Linked DNA regions of Zea mays: region 1 is linked to region 2. A link is a contact called in public Hi-C data. All regions are on one chromosome and are shown on one strand. Each heading gives the region's core, a stretch centred on a gene start, on an enhancer-like site or on the middle of the called end of the contact. The rest is flanking DNA. Distances are from core to core; before and after follow the strand shown. Region 1 has its middle 88 kb from the start of LOC103637664. Region 2 holds the start of LOC103637662 (ctenidin-1).

Evidence for each region. Hi-C and Micro-C count contacts between places; a contact is called where the count stands out from the background.
Region 1: a contact with region 2 is called in a Hi-C map of leaf, with 8 times the contacts expected there. The contact joins the enhancer-like site here to the promoter of LOC103637662 in region 2. A contact is called at or near these places in 2 of 25 Hi-C or Micro-C datasets (ear and leaf).

What each region holds. Positions count from the first base shown.
Region 1 is chr1:93,989,808-93,993,419 of Zm-B73-REFERENCE-NAM-5.0, forward strand. No RefSeq gene overlaps it. Among protein-coding and RNA genes, the nearest start is that of LOC103637664, 88 kb to the right of the region's middle. Within about 2 kb of position 1,459, at least 16 of the 20 cell types and tissues checked have an H3K27ac peak or open chromatin away from gene starts, as enhancers often do. A contact at or near this core is called in ear and leaf, where this site is marked.
Region 2 is chr1:93,711,940-93,715,479 of Zm-B73-REFERENCE-NAM-5.0, forward strand. It overlaps LOC103637662 (ctenidin-1), which reads right to left and starts at 2,250. Exons shown (of 1, transcript XM_008660188.3): 1 at 1,047-2,250. The coding sequence starts at 1,993. The coding sequence ends at 1,316.

The DNA of each region.
Region 1 (3,612 bases), core at 209-2,708, 280 kb after region 2:
TGCAAAAATATGAAATGATTTTTGTCCATGCAGGTGTTTTCCCCTTCTTTTATAGTTTACTTGTTGAGATGAATAAACTCAATAAAGAGTCTAAAGTATTAAGGTTTCTTATATATATCCATTAAGCTTTTCTTCGTTACACTTTAGCCTTTTGTTACATTCATATTATGCAAAGTTTTTTATAGATGTGTGGCCAGAGTTTCTAGGAAGATAGCATTGCATGTTTTGGAAGCGGTTTTGCCTTGTGGAGCCATTCCTGTTACTAGATATACATGGTACGAAATAACATCAATATGATTGTCGGCATCAAACCTACCTTGAATTAGGTGGATTTATCATGTGCACTCATATGTGTTTGCCACTTTGCCTATCCTTTGACATACAATTTGACATCATTAATATGTGAGTTAACAATGCTCGTGTATAGTTTCAAAATAGTAATGCAGGTCTATATACAAGTATTCTCCTGGTAGGTTTTGGTCTTTGATACCAGTCTACAATTGTAGGGTCATCCCCGTTACCACCTTACTTCCCATGGTACTTTTCTTGATGAAAAACACACTTCATCAACAATGGTTTCGAGTGTGGGATTTTCAGTTAGGTTTTTTTCTCTGTAATATTTTGTTTGTACAGTTTAAATGTGGTCATTGCAAAAAGCATTCTAGCTAGGTTAATGCCAATGTAATGGTTACAAATCTAAATACGACTTGTGCAATTGAACGATACAAATCAGTCTGAGTTAAATGGTTGTGAAATAGAATGAACTCAGATTCTGATTTCTTGTTAGTGGTTGGAACATGACATAGGGAATATTTATGGTGCTTTTATACTCACATTCTTTTATTTGTTGTTTGCAGCCTCCACAAACCTGGAGTTTAAACACGCGACATATGATGTGCTTTGTCGATGGAATGTTTGCTTCAGCAACGCTCGCTTAGCTTTTGTGGATTGAAGTGGACCTACGATAGTAGTTTGGAGAAGTTTATGTATATGTGGATTGCATCAGCCAGGCTATGTTTCCCATTACCATGTATATACCTCTCGCTGTGGTGTTTGTCCCTACGTGTGGCGCATAACGTAGACTTGGATCTTGTCACCTTATTTTGAATCAGCTTCCTGCTATGTGAGGCCTGATCGTTACACCATGCTCTACCTCTATGTATGGTAACTTGTGCTGGAAAAAATAGCTACAACTTTAATGTAAATTATGATTAGCCTCTCTATGTATTTAGTCTGAACATTATTTTGTTGCTCTGTCTGTACTTCTAATTTTCTGTTTGTGTTGGATAGGACGCTCGAAGGGATGCAGCCTGATCTAGTCAGCCTTGATGGCCACCGAGACATGGGCCGTCCTTCTGAAACCGTGGTCCTTCGCGCTTCATTCTTCGAGCGGATGCTCGGGTTCGACCAGTCGGACCCGATGATTTCCGTCGATTTTATCGTCCATCATCCTTCTTTCGTGGCCCATAACCTTCAACTCGTGGGCTGTCGGCCTGACCAGCTCAGATGTCCACGTCTTGCGGTTCTGTCCAGGGCAACCAAAAACTGGATCATTTCACTGTCGGTGGGCCTCTGAATGTGGGAAACTTCTGCACTCAACTGCTTCGCACAATGTTTTTTTTTAAAAAAAAACTCTTTCCGGCACCCACGATAGTGAAATGAAATGATCCACCCAATGTTTAAAAAAAACTCATTTCACTATCGCGGTTCTCGAACTCTACAAATCAGAGATTCATAGTCCTCGCCTGGCCTCCCCCCACCCAAGAAAAAAAAAAAGAACTCCAGACAGCAGAGATGGAAAAAAAAATGCTTTTGAATCCTGCCTCTGTTGCACGTTACAGGTTTTGCTTTATCTCCAATGTTTTGTTTTCCTCCGGGACGGCTGCACGAGAACCTTGCTTCTACTTATTTTATTTATATGTATGTACAAAACCATATATTTGTCGAGTCAACAGGAACCACAGCCTTTACCAGCAATTTCTTTTTTGTTAAAAAATGTTATATATGAGTAATGTCAACCCAAGAATGGTATATATAAGTAATGTCAACCCAAATAAAAAATATTATATATGAGTAATCACACATTTTAGATTGGTGCACTCTGGGGGGACAGGGGAAAAATAACTAGAAACTTTGAGTCCGTTTCCTATAGCCCCACTCCACTAGTAGAGCTGTTCTTTTTTTGCTTTAGCTCCATAAAGAGCGTCAATGGTAAAGTTGGGCTGTTTTACTGGATCATTTGGTAAAAAATTTCTCATGTGTTATCATGCATGGCTAAGGGAAAGAGATCCTCTGCAGTTACTTCCGGTCACTGATGTGTCAGATCAATCCCATGCATAGTTACTTTCTAGGAATCTCAGGAGTTGTACTCCTCTGCCAAGAATAAAACAATCACATATAGTTATCAATCTTTATGCACAACAACACACTGCATATTTGTTCAGTTTACCTTTGTCAAAATAAGCTTATGCTCACTACAGAGGGATCACTTGCCACTAAGGATTAGTTTGGAAACTCAAATTTTCTTCGGAATTAGAGGTGATTGAAGGGGATATTAGTTTATTTCTTTCTCGACCCGCTCCAACTACGAAAAAGATTTGAGTTTTCAAACTAGCCTCAACTAATGAACATGACACAAGTGGGCATCAGCCTGGGGTAGTTTCTCGGCAACAAAATCCCGTGAATTCTTAAGGTTTATAAATGATTTGGAACTGTTTGTCTCAACTACAGACAACATTTTTCTGGCTTCTTTTGAAAGATTGTGTAAACTCTAGGTATTAAATGACATGCACCAACCAGTCCGACGTTATGTCATAATCCAACAAAATGGCTCTGGCATCATAATAAGTTGTATGTACCAACCGATTCAATCTAAAAACTTAAACTTATAGAAAGAATGGAAGATATACACAATTCACTTAAATTATATTCCAACACTACAAAAATCTAAGGAGAAAACATGCATCTCGACTCCTATACTTGTGTGTGTTTTGTAACCTATCAACAGAGGAAACTTCATATCATCTCTTCATGGAGTGTCCTTTTACCAAAGACTCTTGGAATTTGAAAGGCATTTCTTTTTCAAGCTAGTTGGAGCTTCCCCAGAATCTATCCTGGAAACCATGAAGCAATCTCACCTGAATTTTTTCATGATGCACTACCGGACTCGCCTTCTTTGCCAAGTGTCTCAGACACTCGACAAAGACCATTATACACTCGGTAAAGCCTTTCCTGAGTGTTACACTCGACAAAAAATACTCGGCAAACATTTTATCGGCAAAGGGTTTTTTGCCGAGTACCTTTTTTCGGGCACACAGCAAAGACTTTATCGAGTGTCAAAAAACACTTGACAAAAAAACTTGGCAAATTAAGGATCACAAAAAACCCAAAAAATCAGCAAAACATTTTTTAATTTAAATTTGGAGGACAACTTCACTACCGCCGCCATTGCCCTACGCGTCGGCCCTAATCATTTTTCACCATTTTTAATCAAATTTACGTGTTTTGTGAACGTGAGATTCGAACTCACAACCTCTCGCATCGGCCCTAATCATTTTTCACCATTTTTTAATCAAATTTACGTGTTTTGTGAATGTGAGATTCGAACTCACA
Region 2 (3,540 bases), core at 1,000-3,499:
TCTTTGTATGATGAATATGTGTATGGAATATGTGTTTGAATCTGTGTTTGAATCTGTTATTAATTCTGTGTTTGAATCTGTTATTAATTCTGTATATGAATCTGTTATGTGTGCTTACAGTCGGACTTATAATTAAAACCGCTTGTGATGTGTGCTAACACAGGCGGTTCTTTTAAACCGGACCGCCTGTGATGTGTGTCTATCACAGGCGGTTCTTTTAAACCGGACCGCCTGTGATGTGTGTCTATCACAGGCGGTTTTTGATTGACCGCCTGTGATGTTGTTTTACATCACAGTCGGTGCACCACAAGCGGTTCCTGGAACCGCCTGTGTAGAGGCTAACCGGACCGCCTGTACAGAGGTTCCCTGTAGTAGTGTAGAAGCATGTGGGTGTGTGAGATAGCAATTTGAGTATGAACTTAAACGTTAGTGGAGGTGTTCAAAAGAGACTAAACTTAGAGTGTTTGAGTGGCACATAAACCATAGAACACTCAAACCCTATTAAGGACCCTAGAAACCCTAATTAGTGCTTTATGAGGTGACTCCAAATTCTATGCATTTTGAGACCAAAGTTCTTATATCAAAGTGGTAGAGTAACAAAAACTAGGCAATTTTTATCTTTGGAGATTTCCAAGTTTTATGGAACAAATTTGAGTAAATTGCAAAAAGGTCCCAAAGGCATCCAAATGCCTAACTCTGAAAAACAGTGATATTGTGCTGACTTTAGATCCCTGTATCTCTTGATCTGTGGAGATTTTGCCATGGGTCACTACAACAAATCTGTAGAGCTATACCAGGTGTGCAAACTTGATTAACTCACCTTACCCTAGAACCCAATGGAATCTAGTACAAAACACATCCAAAGTGAGGTTAGCATAATTTTGAATTTTAGACTTGGAACAGTACTCTAAAAACCTGAAACTCAGTGTTGGGTGCTTAGTTTGAACCCCTTTTGTGGCCAAAAATCTAGGGGGTTTAACACGTGGACAGTGAGAGAAAGATTAGATAGAGAAACGAGAGGAGCAACCTGCAGCTGCAGAGGTCGATTAATTACCTTTTAACTCAAATCTGAAATATGATTTCAATTATGAAATGGAGAAGTACAAGCAACCCAAAGTCGAACTTGGACTTGGACACATGCATGCCCTGGCTACATACTACACTGAAGAAACGAAACTAACAGCATTACCACAAACACCGTATCCCCGGCCGGCAAGCATGGCGCACGCGCGTATTCTTCGTCATACTCACGCATCGCGTGGTCTTGGATACTACGTACGTACGGCACGCACGCACACATGATGTGCATGCATGGTTAAAGGCACTTGAAGCCCGTGGGGACGCCCTTGCCGCAGAAGTTGAGGACGAGGCTGAGGTTGACGGGGATGTTGAGGTTGAGCCCCAGCACGTTGGCCTTGATGGCCGTGCAGAGGCACACGGCGGCTTCGAGCTCCACGAGCCCGTTCAGCAGCGGGCAGCACGGCTCGTTCACCGGCACGCCGACCTTGGCCTTGATCAGATCCAGCACGTTGGCGCACACGCCGAGCTTCAGCGCGTTTGTCGGGCAATGGCCGTACCAGCCGCTCGTGCCATCGTTGCCACCGCCACCGCCACCGCTCCCACCTCCACCGCCACCGCCACCGATGGGGCCGTACCCACCACCGCTGCCACCTCCTATGGGTCCGATCCCCCCGCTGCCGCCTCCGATGGGTCCGATCCCACCGCCGCTGCCACCATCACCGATCGGACCGTACCCTCCTCCGCCGCCGCTGCCACCACCACCACCGATCGGACCGTACCCTCCGCCGCTGCTGCCCCCACCTGGCCCGCTGCCGCCACCGGAACCGCCGGTGCCACCGCCGCCATGCCCACTGCCGCCATGGTGCCCGCTGCTACCGTGGCCATTGTTGCCCGGGCAGTAAGGGCAGGCGTTGGCCGCCGCGAAGAGCAGGAGGTTGAGGACGAGGAACAGTGGCACCTTGCTGGACGCCATTGGTCACGAGCATGCGCAGGCGCAGCTAGGCTAGCCTAAGCTAAGCACCACCCGCTGTGGCAGCTGCAGGTGTGGATCTACGAGCTGAGTGCAAAGAAGGTCGCTTTATATATATGGAGATCTCGCTAGCTCCTACTACTTCAAAGTACTAGCGTAGGGTAGGTCGGGCAAAATCAGCGATCAGCAAAGCAAAGCAAGGTGCAGTGCAGGAGACTGGAGCGGGAAGCAATAGAGCACGGTGCATGCTGTTCTTCGGGAGACGGGCCCGGATAGGACAAGAAGCCGTGACTAGATAACACATGCATGCATGCGCGCACGGGCAGAAATCGCCCATGGTCGGCGGCCGGTATGTGCCAACCCGTGGGCTGGCTCGAGACTTTGGCAGAATTTTGGCAGGCGGCGCTGCGCACCATGGTGACAGCGCTGGCAAATTTGGAGGTTTACCGAGCTGCATCGCGGATAATCGCTAAGACAAATCCGTATTCAGATTGAAAGCTTAGGATAAATTAAGCACTAGATTGGCCCCGTGTTTAGCGGAATCCCTAGGCCCTAAGTGGACGGTGTTCTTCCCTCTGTGTGTATCCGTAGAGTACGACTCAGATCCATTGAGCCATGAGATGGGCGCCGGCTTGGCTGGTAGTAAGGTCACGGAATGGCTATAGGTTTCCGGGACGTGCTGTATGTTTCTACGTGTCCAGTGTCCCCAGCGGCGGCTGGTGCTACAGTTCTCGGCAGCTCGACAGAGGGTACCCAAGAATTGATCCAGCTGGTTGGTCCCAGCATCCCATATCCTACCCATGTCCCAATGTCATTTTGCGTTTCAGAGTAGACACTTGTGTGCCCACATGGACTAGTATGTAGTAAGTGATAATTGATGTGAGATTATGGCCACTAGTAATCTTGTTTATTAGGTAAAACATTATTACAAAACGTGGTGTGCCCCATCTTGCCTTTGCACCCAGACCAACTGATCAAGACCTTGGGCGTGGAGACCTTGGGCGTGGGCGAAATGGCGTATCATAGAGTTGATCCAGCTCCTTTCTTGCCTCAGGGTCTCGCCGCGAATGATGTTGCTCATTGGGAGAATATGGTACGCGCTGTCACTCGTACTCATCCCTCTCTTCAAGAAGATTGAGGAATAACTATGATTAACCCTCTCCCTGTGAATGCAATCAATTTCCAAGCGGTTCCTGACCTTGTTAGAGAATATTTGGTGGACCTAAGAAATTTGCACATTAGAGAGATCCAGAGATCGCATCTTGGGCAAGCCATTGTTATGTTTCACTGTGTATGATAAAGATAATTTGATAGCTATGGGTCCTCAGCAAGCATTGGGATTCACTTTCACAGTGATTCGTCACAATGAAGCGTGAAACCAACGTGCCCTAGTTTTTAATGAAGAATGCTAGCTCATGCTACTGGGTTTCCCATTGGATTTCTGGACTCATGAAAACATTCAAAACGCCATTGGTTCTTTTGGTAGGATGATAATGTGGCATCCAGATTGGTCTAATGTTACTAAACTTCTAGTCAGGCAAGAGTCACCT